Linked DNA regions of Gossypium hirsutum: region 2 is linked to region 1. Evidence: chromatin contacts called from public Hi-C data. All regions are on one chromosome and are shown on one strand. The core of a region is the stretch at or near the end of the contact, and the rest is flanking DNA. Distances in the headings are between cores, read along the strand shown. Region 1 holds the start of LOC107948867 (steroid 5-alpha-reductase DET2). Region 2 holds the start of LOC107930147 (protein OCTOPUS).

Region 1 (6,645 bases), core at 1,463-3,962:
GCGAGCATTTTTATTTTCGAGAATTCGAGATTTTGTGCCCCAACTTACGGGACATGATTTTTCGTCTTGATCGACCTGAAATGAGAAAACCTCCTTGTTAAAAACTCAATCTAGATAGGGACTTTTTCAATATAATCAAATAACATTGCGCGAAAGGAATTGTATTTTAAATTTTCTTCGGATTTTCAATTTTGACATCAAGACATTAAGTAATCAACTAGGTACCAATTTTAAGCATTATAAAGGTGCTAATTCTTCCTCATATGTAACCGACTCCCAAACTCACTTCTCGAATTTTGTAAACCAAAAATTATTATTTTAATAAATCTAACATTTTATTAAAATGACCAAATTTAAGATGATTCAATCACACTTAATAAAAATAATCCGTGGGGACTTTATTTTCGTTTTTTAAAATAAAAAGTAGATGTCCAAAAAGGTTTACACAACCAACATATACAAGCAATACAAACTTAATTGCATCATAGAAAACTTTTTGGGGTTATCCATCTCAAGATTACAACTTTCTCAAGTAGGCATCGAAACCAAAGTTATCCACTTCAAGCTACAGTCAAAACTTGGAAAATAGAATAAATGGTTGTTGAAGTTTATCAAAACTTTCGATATCATTCTATATTTATAGTTAAAACCATATTTTCAAATTTAAAATTTAGGAATTGTATTCTTCTTTTTATTAATGAAAAAAAAATACCAATTTTAAAGGTACATTTTTTTAAAAATAATTTTTTTATATTTTCATATTTTAAAAGTAATTGTATTTTAATATTTTAAAATTTTATAATAGCTTTTAATTTTGATATTTTAAATATAATATTAAATTGGAGAAACTATATATATAATTAAAAAAAAACTTTGGTTTCTCCAAAGACTAGAGAGAAAATCGAGCTGATGATTTTCTTTCCATGAATGTCGGCCGGCCAACATCGCTTTTAAAGTTGCTTACTTCAGGCAACTATTTTGCCCTTCAACTATTTATTTATTTATTTGGAATTTAATTTTTATTTTCAAAAATTAAATTTATATCTTTTTTAAATTTTAATATTTAAATGCAGTTGTTAACATAATTAAATTATTTTATTAAATTTATTATTATGATATTTTGAAATTAAACAAAGACTTACTTAATAATCATATAATAAAAAAATATCATTCTAATAATTATACTTATATTTTTATATCTAATAAATAAATAAAATTCCTTGAAATAATAAGAAGATAACTAAGCCAAGGATTAGATTAACATAGCGTCATGAAATTTGTTATTTTTCTTCATCATCCATATTTTGGATTTTTCAATAGTTTAAAATATTAATATTTTTTTATATTAAATTTAATAATTCCAATTATGTGGGTTTGAATCACAAAATTCATTATCTAAACTTAATTCAATACCCTTCCGCCGGCCTCCTTAAAATTCATAATTTATATTTTTTTTCCTCTTTTATCTTTATTATTTGGTTTTGATTAATTTTCTTCATTTGCAATACTAAATTTAAAATTTTTATTCAAGAATATCAAATATTATTATCAATTGGTATTGGTATTATTGTCAATACAGAAGTACATAAATTCAAGTGCGCTGAAACACGTTGTCCTCTTTTTTAAAGGTTGGAAGAGACTACAAGTAATATTACACTCATATGAAAGGAAGTAAATAAATATTTAATTTATTAATCCACTTTTATATTGCAATAATATTAATCAAGGTTAAGACTTGGAATCAAAAATATTTTAGCACCAAAATTTAAAAAAAAATTATTTTTGCATTTTAGATATAAAATTATGAAAGCACTCTATTTATTCTTCCCAAATACTTTCTATTTGGCTTTAATGGAAGTAATTACAACATTTTTCTATTTCATTTAATTTCGTAGCAACCACTTTTTTCTTTTTTCTTTTTTTTTTTAAAGTTTTAACTTACCACTCATATGTGAGCTTACAAATATTATGGTTTATATGTTTAAATTAAATTTTATAAATAATTTATATTAATTGCTTAAAATACATTTAAATTCTATATTTCATCTATTAATATATTAAATTATTTAAATATAATATAAGTTAAATTATTTTTTATCTAATGTTTAAAATAAATATTTTAATTTTTTACAATAATTTTTTAGAGCAATGTAAAACCCCAAAATTATCAAGCTACATTATTAACTAGTGGTTAGAAGAAATTATAGTGCACTTTCCGAGGCATGGGATTCGAATTTGCTTGAATCTTATAATTGTTATTGTTAAGAGGTTTATTTGAGATTATACTAAAATAAATTTTACAAATTACATTTTTCAAAAATATTTTTTCTTGAAAAAGCATTAGAAATTAAAATCATATTTTACCCTTTTATTAAAAAATAAGTAAATTACTCTACTTTATATTAAATTAAAAAAAAATTAATTATTTTAGTTAAAATTTTATTCTTTTGCACTGTTAAAACTGAAGTGAATGACAAAATAACTAATTACTATATAAATATATAAAAATTAATTTTTAATAATAAAATTAGATAAATAAAATTTTTAACAATAACAAAAATATTAATTTACTCTTTAATCTTAAATATTAGAGAAATTAATTTGCTTAAATTTTTAAATAAAAAAGAATGATAATATTATTACCGAAAAACAGTATTAAATTGAAAAGCTAACCTTAAGTGATAGTAATTGCTGCAGGTAGAGGGACAATAGGTAAGACAGCCGAAGTACCGCAAAGTTGTACTCACACTTATTAAGTAGCATTCCCTGGGATTCAGATCCTTCTTTCTCATCTTCAACATAGAAAAGAGAAGACAAGAAAATGGCCTCCGATCAGACCCTTTTTCACTACTGCCTCCTCACTCTTTACATAATTGCTTTACCAACATGGATCAGCCTTTACTTCCTCCAAGCCCCTTATGGCAAGCACAACCGCCCTGGTTGGGGTCCTACCATCTCTCCACCTTTGGCTTGGTTCCTCATGGAAAGTCCCACCCTCTGGCTCACTTTCTTCCTCTTTCCCTCCGGCCAACATTTCTACAACCCTAAATCATTCCTTCTCATCTCGCCCTTTCTCTTTCACTACTTCAACCGCACTGTCCTTTACCCTCTTCGGCTCGCCAGGAACACCACCCAAACCAGGGGTTTTCCAGTGAGTGTAGCTTTTATGGCGTTCGGGTTTAATCTTTTGAACGGTTATTTGCAAGCCAGGTGGGTGTCGCACTATAAGGACGACTATGAAAATGAGGAGCTGTTTTGGTGGAGGTTTCTTGCTGGATTGCTAATTTTTGTAGTTGGTATGTGGGTGAATGTTAGGGCTGATAAAGTGTTGGTGGGACTGAAGAAACAAGGTGATGGTGGATATAAGATCCCAAGAGGAGGGCTGTTTGAGTTGGTGAGTTGCCCCAACTATTTTGGGGAGATTATGGAGTGGTTTGGGTGGGCGGTGATGACATGGTCTTGGGTGGGTTTTGGCTTCTTTCTCTACACTTGTGCCAACTTGATGCCTAGAGCTCGTGCCACCCGCCTTTGGTATTTGGAGAAGTTCAAGGACGATTATCCCAAAGACAGAAAAGCTGTGATCCCATTCATATATTGAAGATTTGATATTTGTGTTTAACCCACATATGATTGATTCGGTGATCAAGTTGTATCTTTTTAATGGTTTGATTAATAAAAAATCAGATTTCTTTTCTGTTATATCTTGTTCTTTGTTCAAACCATAAACAAAAAAATTAAGCATTGGGCTGCAATTAAGTGCAAATTTTACAGGTAAAAGAATATTGCCCATTATCATCAAATGACATGCTATCGGCGAAATAATTTGTCCTTGCTGGACGTGGAATGCAAATTCAGATTTTGTGGCAGTGTGTAGAGATCATGACAACGATATTGTTAACCATTTACTTAGGCACAGTTTAAGACGGATGGCAAATTCGGTATCATGAGCATAGGATGCCATGGATCGGTAATCCAGGTAAAGTAGGTGCAAAAGCTGTCATTAGGAATCACATAAGCAAATGGGTCATGAGCATGGTTGCCAAACTATAGGAATTTAGAGCATGGACACAAGGAAACTTGAAGTGGAATTTGGTGAATGACTGCAGGATGCTCCTTAAAAGGTTTCGAGAGGGTCATTGAACATGTGTTTTGTTTAGGGAATAGGAGTGCCGATGGATTGGCAAGACTAGGTAGTGGCATGCGGCTCCTGCCTCAGTTGAATACCTCTGGTTTGCGATTTGATGAACATTTGTAATGAACTACCAGAGGGTGTGAGTTTTCATTTTTTCATTTTTTTTTTTTTTTGGTTGTTGTTAGAGCTGAGGGTCAGACCTGTGTTTTAACTTTTGAATGCACCTTTTCCTTATCAGAAAGAAGTCTACACTAGAATTGTTCATGGAGTTTCTATTCTTTAGCAATGCCAATGTGAAAAAGCGATGGCATACTCGCACAAAATGGTTGAAAGTGCAATACCTTTTTTACTCATCATAGCATGTTATGAAAATTAAAGCACCTTCAGAAATCTGTAACAAATAGCATTGAACCCCTTGGGAATACCCAGGCAAATATCATCCTAAGAATGGGGATCGCCTAAAAATAGTAAAGCATAGATCTTACTCCTCAACAAAACAAAACTTAATACTACATGAAACATATTTTGGACAAAGCGGAACCAAACATCACAACACCTTGCATTCCCATAGACTACTGAAGGAAACATGATTCTGCCATAAACCCCGCAGAAAAATATTATGTAATAACACAGATAAAACAGGGGAAAAAACAAGAGGTGTTATTCCTGACATTTGGAAGTGTGCCATTGGCTATTCAGTTTCCCCTAGCGATCACACAACTATACAATGTTCTTTGTCTATGAGTAAAGAGAAACAAACACATTCTACCATAAGCAGGACAAAAAGTAACATCCAAAGGGAAAATTTTTATCAGCTCTAATTCAGAACGTAGAAATTCAGCTTAGAAAAGAAAAAGAAAAAGAGACTGGGCAGTAATTGTTCGCCATAATCAATCAGTGTTTTAATAGATGCAAAACCTTGTGTCCTCTGGCCTGCAGAAGAGTGTCGACTTGGTTGGCTCTTGCAAGGCTTGATTTTTTGAATAATTCAGATGTAATTTTAGCTCTTCAATCAGACTTCAAACACCATCTCTTTCTATAACATCTACCTCAGTAACATTCCGACAGAAATCAAGATCCTGTAGTACAACATATATTACAAAAGAATACAAGTCAATAGTACAAATCACATAAATAGTGAAGTTCGTAAGATTTTATGCTAGCCAATCTATAAAAAAAAAAAAAGGCTCATTTATGATTATAGTTGTAATGAACAACAAAAATGCCAAAGTATATAGACAAATTTTAGAGATACGCATTTCTTTCCCTAATTGTTATAGACAAGAAATACTAAACGGCATTTGAGTGTCAACTAGCTATAATTATTCCAAACCTTGTTCTAAATGGTATATATCCTTTAGCATCCAAATAAATAATGTCAGGAATCTCAATTGTTCATCAGAAATTAAAAGCAAAGAAAGGAACCAGATAATGTAAAATGCAAGGAGCTACATACACTGAGCGAAGCTGCTGTTTGCACCCAAATTGATCTCTAGTCTAGGTTCCTCATACTTGGTTTCCTTTTGCAAACTTTCATCAGCCCCAGCAGAATACTGTTCGACTTCAGAATTTTTTTCCTTCAAGTCTTCATACTTCTCTTTTAATTCTGAAGAGATGATAGCTTCAGAAAGTCTTTGCTTTATCTGCTTTTGTATAGCCTCAATCTTACTTTTTGACTCAGTATCAGGTTTGTTTCCTGCCATTGCTATCTCCAGCTTCAACAACTCAATCATATTTTTCAATTCCGATGAACCGACAGCATTTTCAATTTTCTTTTTAATTTCTTCATTCAAATGATCCACCTTATTTTTGAAGATTGAGGGTGAATCTTTCTCGCTTAGGACTTTTGCATTTGATTTTACACCCTCAACAATCAAACCAATGGACTTGAGAGCGCTAATCATTTCCAGTTCTACTTCTTTCCTCGTATTCAGAACTTTGTCCTTAAGCCCTTGATCTAAATCAGCAAAGCTGGATGAACCTGAATTTTGAACCTCAGCCTTCAATGCTTCAAGCTTCTCATTTATCTCAGGCCGACTCATGATTTCATTGAATTTCTTATTAACTTCTTGCTTCAGTGTAGCAGCATCTGAGAGACTCTTGGCTTTAGAAAACTCCTTCAGCATGTCAAGCTTATATTGTAGGGTTGGGTGATTTGGAGCTGCTGATAGCTTCTGGTTGAATTCATCTTTAAGCTTCTCAATCTTATCCCTTATAACAGGATTCATGAGTTGGTCCCTTGAGTTTACTTTTGAAACTTCTTCTCTCAGCATATCAAGCCTGTCCTTCAAGCCTGTGGCTTTGATGGCCTCAGAGTATTCATGATCAACCTCCTTTTTCAATTTTTCTATCATGTCCTTCAGAGCCATTTCAGGAGGCTTGCTGGATGATTCCTTGGCTTTCAAGATTTGCTGTTTCAGCTTTTCAACCTCACCTTCCAACTCCTCATTTGGGGTTGTACGAACAATTTGGTCCTCCTCCTTTTTCATATTGACCTTTTTCTTGGGATCTAC
Region 2 (5,848 bases), core at 3,248-5,747, 230 kb before region 1:
ATTATAAATAATCAAAAAGTTGTACAAATTATAAAAATTATATATATACACATATAACATGTTTAAAGAATTCAAATATATATATATACATACACATATTTTCTTAATCGAATTAATATTTTTAATTATAAGTTGATGACTCCTATTTTATTATTATTTTATTATTATTCTTTTTTTTTATAATTTCTTGTAATTCATATATATACACATATGTAATAGTAACATTTCACAATATATTTTTTTATTATTTTAAAAAATTTAATAATTATTAAATAAATTTCTATACTTTTTTTATTATTTTTATAATTATTTAAGAATTTACTTCAGAATGAACTTAGATAAACAACCATTTTATCTAAGCTCATTCTAGAATTTATTTTAAATAATTTTAATAATTTTATTATTATTTAAATACCAAGTACAATATGAACATAAACAACCAATTGTCTAGTTCAATTCGGAAATGATTTTTAAATAATTATTAAAAAAAACATTTTTATTTTGAGATTTTTTTAAGTATACAATTTAACTTTTAATACAATTAGCTCCGTTCTACTCTTATCTCAATAAATACTATAACATCCATACTTGAGTGAAAAACACTATCTTATTGCACCGCTAGTCGTAGAAATTTAAGACTTTTTCGTCTCTGCATCTAATTGGCGAAAAGTTGCAGCCCTCGAGGCTATTTTAGTTGCTTTGTGTTCTCAGTTCATCTATAAATAGACATTGTTATCAGAAGCGGAAAAGGTAAACAATAAGTAAAGGCACTTCTTATATCTAACTAACAGCATTTCTGCTCTATACATAGCTGATATCCATAGTTGTTTAGGTAAATATGGCATAATTAGGAAACCCCAACTCATAACTTAAAACTTGAGTTTGATACATGAAGTACTTTTCTTAGTGATCTTAGCTGCAATCAACAAAACCCAAGTCAGTTTCCAATCTTAGTGATATGGCCATTGGGTTTTGAGCTTCTTTTCTTTTTCTCTTTTTTTATTTTTTTATTTTGCCTTTATTGCTTTCTTTCTTTCCTTCTCTGTTGAGGAACATGCTGGGTTCTTTTCCTAGTCACCTTTTGACTTTAGAGGCTAAAACTTGATGATTATGAAGCTTTTTTACATGTTTAGAGAAAGGAGAAAGCATGATTTCCAGCTCTTTTGACTGAAAATGTTGTTAAGTTAGATTCCTTTACCAAAGATCAACCTTGTTAATGGGGGAAATAATCATTGCTTCCTTTCATTTCTGTTTTGCTTCAACATTTATTGGATCATTCATGCACTATTCTTTTCTTATTCACAAAGAGTTTAACCATGTTGCCAGCCTGCCTAACATTCATACTTCTTTCATAGCATGTAAAATAATTAAGATAATCAGACGGTCTACATTGAATCAAACCTGCAGTTCCTAAGCAACTAGCCATTAAAACCCCAACAAGACCCAGCCAGTTGAGTACTAACTAGGCACTACCACTAGCAGAAGATCAAAAACCGAAGAATATTTCATAGAAAAGAAAACCTTTATCAGATGATCTTGTGAATCAAACTAGTTAAACCACATGAACTTGGAAGATCCCAATGCTAACATAAGACCCAGATGGAGCAATTTCATGCTTAGGATCCATCTCATAAAAACTCATTTCATAGTTACAAACAAGGCTTGCATGAAATTTTGTTTGATTCTTGTCCTGTATGGACTGATTCATGAGTCATGTCATAAATGAGAATTGGAGAAGATGATATGAAATTACAATGCTTTGGAGTCCAATTGTACAAAATTTCCAGATTTTAATAACAATAAAGTTTGAAAGTAGGCCAGCCCAGTAAAGCGAACAATAAGATTCAAAACTCATGGAAGTGGAACAACACTACATGACAAATAGCAACTTCAAGGGAGCATGCATGCATGCATGCCCACTTCCACATCAGTTCCCAACATGCCAAATGCCATGAGTAACATACTTCACCAACCAGCTATCACTCAACTCTAGGTGAGACAAAGAAATAACATAAACACAGCTTATCTGCATTCTCTATGTTCAAGCCTTTTCTGGTAAAAACAGAACAGAAGAAAGGGAAGACTCAAAATGTTGAAGAAAATGTGACTAGAAACAAGAAAACATATTGTTATTTCAACAGTGAAGGCTAAAAATGTTCAAGAAATGCTTTTGTTTTAATCTAACCAACCACCAAAATACAGAGGCATGTTTGGTTACATAACAAGTGCAGCAAAATTAACATTAAACCAAAGAAAAACAACTTATGAATCTAAAATTCAGTACAACCTTAGTAAGGTCCTTGCAATAGAATGTGCATTGCTTGCCCTGGTTTTGCCTGACCCACCTCTCCGGCTGGCGCTCATCGGTGCCATGTAGAACCTTAACAGTCCATTATCAAAGTGATTTGGTGAATATCTTGCACTCCTGTTCCTTTCCAACACAAAATCATCTTTTTTCTTCTTGCTATGCCCATTTGACTCAACATAGTTCTTCCTTGCACCACTAAATGATCCTGCACCGAAACTGCTAGAATTCCTCCAGCTTACGCTGCTATTGCTCCTCATTACCTTTGGATTAAAACCTCCTCTCACATCTCCATTCCTTTCCCCTCTCAACTCAGGCCAAGATTCTGAATATGACCTCTCCACACCGTTAGCTCTAGAATACCTATCTTCATCCTCATCTTTGTTAACACTCTTCCTGTTAATAAAGCCCCAAATGTTCCAAGCTTTACTCCACCTCCGCGACTTCTTAGATGACTCTTTCTGTTCCCCATTCCCAATCACAGATGCATTATCTTTGAAGCCAATCTCAAAAGTGTCTGAATAATCATCCCTCAAAGAATTTGAATCCCTGGAATCCCTATCAGGAATGACAGGCTTAGGTCCATGGGTGTAATCAACAGTTGCAGGGGAAACCTTTGTACTAGAAACCGACCTCATTTCCTCCATTTCAGCCACTATAGCTGCAGCAGTCTTCCTACTAGAACTGGACCTGTCAAGACTTTTTCTTCTCCTAGAATCAGAATAATAATCCCTTGTTTGAGCTGACCCTCCAGGAAGCGATTCATCCTCCTCAGTAACAGAATTCATAGCCGTCGGGTCCTCCACAGGGATCTGAGTATCAGACCTCATAACATGATGAACTGGAGCATCTTCCGCAACGGAAACCATTGTGGGCATTCTTGGGAACATTCTCCCCATCAGATATCCATCGCAGGAAGCTCTTGGTTCATCAAAAGAATATCTGGGATCATCACATGACATTCTTGCTGCATCAAAAGACATCCTTGGTGCATCAAATGACATCCTCCCAGCATCAAGGGAAAACCTTGGGTCTGTATCACAAGACCTTCTCCCGAACCCATAATCCGCAATTTCTGACTGGGTTTCTCTGTATTGTCTCCCTATGGGCTTCTCCACTGGCAATCTCGCTGACCCACATCCATTTCCCCTCTTTTTAAGTTTTTGTTTTTGCCTCCATTTTTGTAATTTCTTGCTGAAGACTGAAGCAGCTGACCAGAAACTCCCAGCAATCTCTTTGAGATCTCGTCCAGAAGCGTTCTTTGTTTGCGAATCAAGATCTATATGATCCTTCATGGGCTTCAGCTGCTCTTCTTGGCACAGTTCCTTTTCGTATTCTTCCACAATTTCTTCAACTTTCTCTTCTATCAAATTCGTAGCAGAAGCAGCCACATTGGGCGGTTGTTCTTCTACGATCACTATGTCGTCATTGTGATCGGTTTCACTCTCAGTTTGGTCTTCTTCTTTGCTTTCAAAAACAGGACCTTGACCAACAGTCGAAGAAGCCAAATTTCGAGCTTCAGCTTCAGCAACTTCAGAAGACCTCCCGTTTGCAGTTGCTTCTTGATGAAAGAGTGACCAAAGGGTGTTTCGAGCCCTAACGTCACAAGATTTCCTCTGGGGCTCAAAAACACCAGAGAAACCCTCGTTTTTCGAGGCCGAAAAGGACTTTGTTCGCCGGAGCTCGGGAAAAAACCCGGACTGTGTACCACCTCCTCCGGAAGGCTTGAAAATGGCTTTAAGTGCAGCGGTGGCGGTTGAAGTACTGGCGGCGATGGGAGGTTTCCGAGAAGAAGAAGAAGCAGAAGAAGACGAAGGCTCGAGAACAGCGAGACGTTCGTAGAGGCATGAGGGGCAAAAGCCAGTAAAATGCTCTTGAGGATGGCGGTCACAGGAGGTAGAAGGACGGTGAGGCTGAGGCGGTTGTGGCGGCGGTGCTAACCCAGGAACTGGTGGCTCCACGTTGGGATTCATAACCGGTAGTGGCATGAGAGGAGCGCTCTGCTCATATTAGTAGCTTCAGTCAGAGAAAATTAATAAATTATAAAATTATAAAATAAAAAAATAAAATGTAAGAGAAATTAGTTTTTGTTTAATTTGGTTTTCCCCTTTCCCTCTGGGATTGGGCCTTTCAATACTGTTTAGCTCCAAAAGACAGTGACAAGAAAGAAAGAGAAAACAGAATGATGGTAGTAACTGGAAAAAAAAATTAGAAAATAAAGATAAATAGTAAAAAGAAGAAGACATAAATAAATAAATAAATAATAGAAAATCTCGGCGAGTGACCCATGACACGTATACTTTAGTTAGGGTTTTCCACTTAAATATTGTAAAATATTTAATTAAAAGGGATAAAACAATTTTTAGTCCCTAAATTTAACTATTCTTACAACTTGGTCCTTAAACTATTTTTGGTCCACATTAGTCCCAGAACTTGGTAACTTTTTTTCAATTTGATCCCAAGGTGTGATGACATGACACTCTTAGATTGTACTATATCATCACTTGAAAATTTTAAATATATATAATTAAAAAATAAAAAAATCCAAGTAGCGACGTGGAATAATCTCAAAGTGTCACGTTGACATACCTTACTTGAATCCAACTTTAGGGACCAAATTGGGAAATTTGCCAAGTTAAAAACTAATGTGGACCAAAATAAATTTATGGATTAAGGTGAGAAAAGTTGCTAAGTTTAATGACTAAATGTTGCCTTATCCCTAATTAAATCTTAAAATAGGTTTCTTCAAAAGTTAATTCTCAAAATGTGTTTTTAGGGTTTGAGTTTTGTAATATGTAATGTGCCATCAAACTTTTTGCATCCCATTAGAATCAAGACAATCATTATGAAATGATTAAAAAAGTACCTATAGATATGAAGTTCACCATAAATTATTTAAGTTTTAAACTATAATAATATAATGTAATTTTGTAAGGATATGGATAACACTTAAATAGAACTTGACATCCGTAGGTGTCAAGGTCTTCATGGCTTTTTTAAATATGTAAATAGTAATCTATATCCGATTATTTGAAAAGAGAAACGAAACTTTGAATACACCTCACCACCTCTTTAAAAAACTTCTAAATGAACCTAACCTTAAAATCTATAAATATTCCATCCAACTCATTAGTTTTTTTAGAAAACCCAAAATATTCGTTTTATACATTTTATACTATGATACATACTTAAGATTTTCTAAATAGATGTTTTCAATCATAAAATGATATGTCACTCAAAATTTTACAATAATGGAGGATTCTCTAATGGTTTATTGTCATAGTAATATGGGAGTAAATCCACTTGATAGTAGAATCATTCATCACCTAATAGCCATTGATTTCAATAATGATAGCCTTGGAAAGTTATGTCCATTTCGACATTCATCTCTCTCTGATTGACTAATGGAGACCCGAGACTCATACATTTTATCTCTTATACAAAAAGTAACAATAACGTTAGAAGATGTGACATTACTAACCATAAGTCTGATTTCTTTAGACTTTGAGTTAAGGTCACATGGTAAAATAGTTGATTTAAGCA

The links. Hi-C and Micro-C count contacts between places; a contact is called where the count stands out from the background.
Region 2: a contact with region 1 is called in a Hi-C map of leaf, with 3 times the contacts expected there. The contact joins the promoter of LOC107930147 here to the promoter of LOC107948867 in region 1. A contact is called at or near these places in 9 of 34 Hi-C or Micro-C datasets (anther, callus, hypocotyl and 1 more).

What each region holds. Positions count from the first base shown.
Region 1 is chrA04:75,531,023-75,537,667 of Gossypium_hirsutum_v2.1, reverse strand. It overlaps LOC107948867 (steroid 5-alpha-reductase DET2), which reads left to right and starts at 2,712. Exons shown (of 1, transcript NM_001327551.2): 1 at 2,712-3,699. The coding sequence starts at 2,822. The coding sequence ends at 3,598. LOC107948866 (acetyl-coenzyme A carboxylase carboxyl transferase subunit alpha, chloroplastic-like) reads right to left here. Exons shown (of 12, transcript NM_001327550.2): 11 at 5,589-6,645; 12 at 4,723-5,211. The coding sequence ends at 5,210.
Region 2 is chrA04:75,768,296-75,774,143 of Gossypium_hirsutum_v2.1, reverse strand. LOC107930147 (protein OCTOPUS) reads right to left here and starts at 4,497. Exons shown (of 1, transcript XM_016861720.2): 1 at 2,109-4,497. The coding sequence starts at 4,293. The coding sequence ends at 2,278.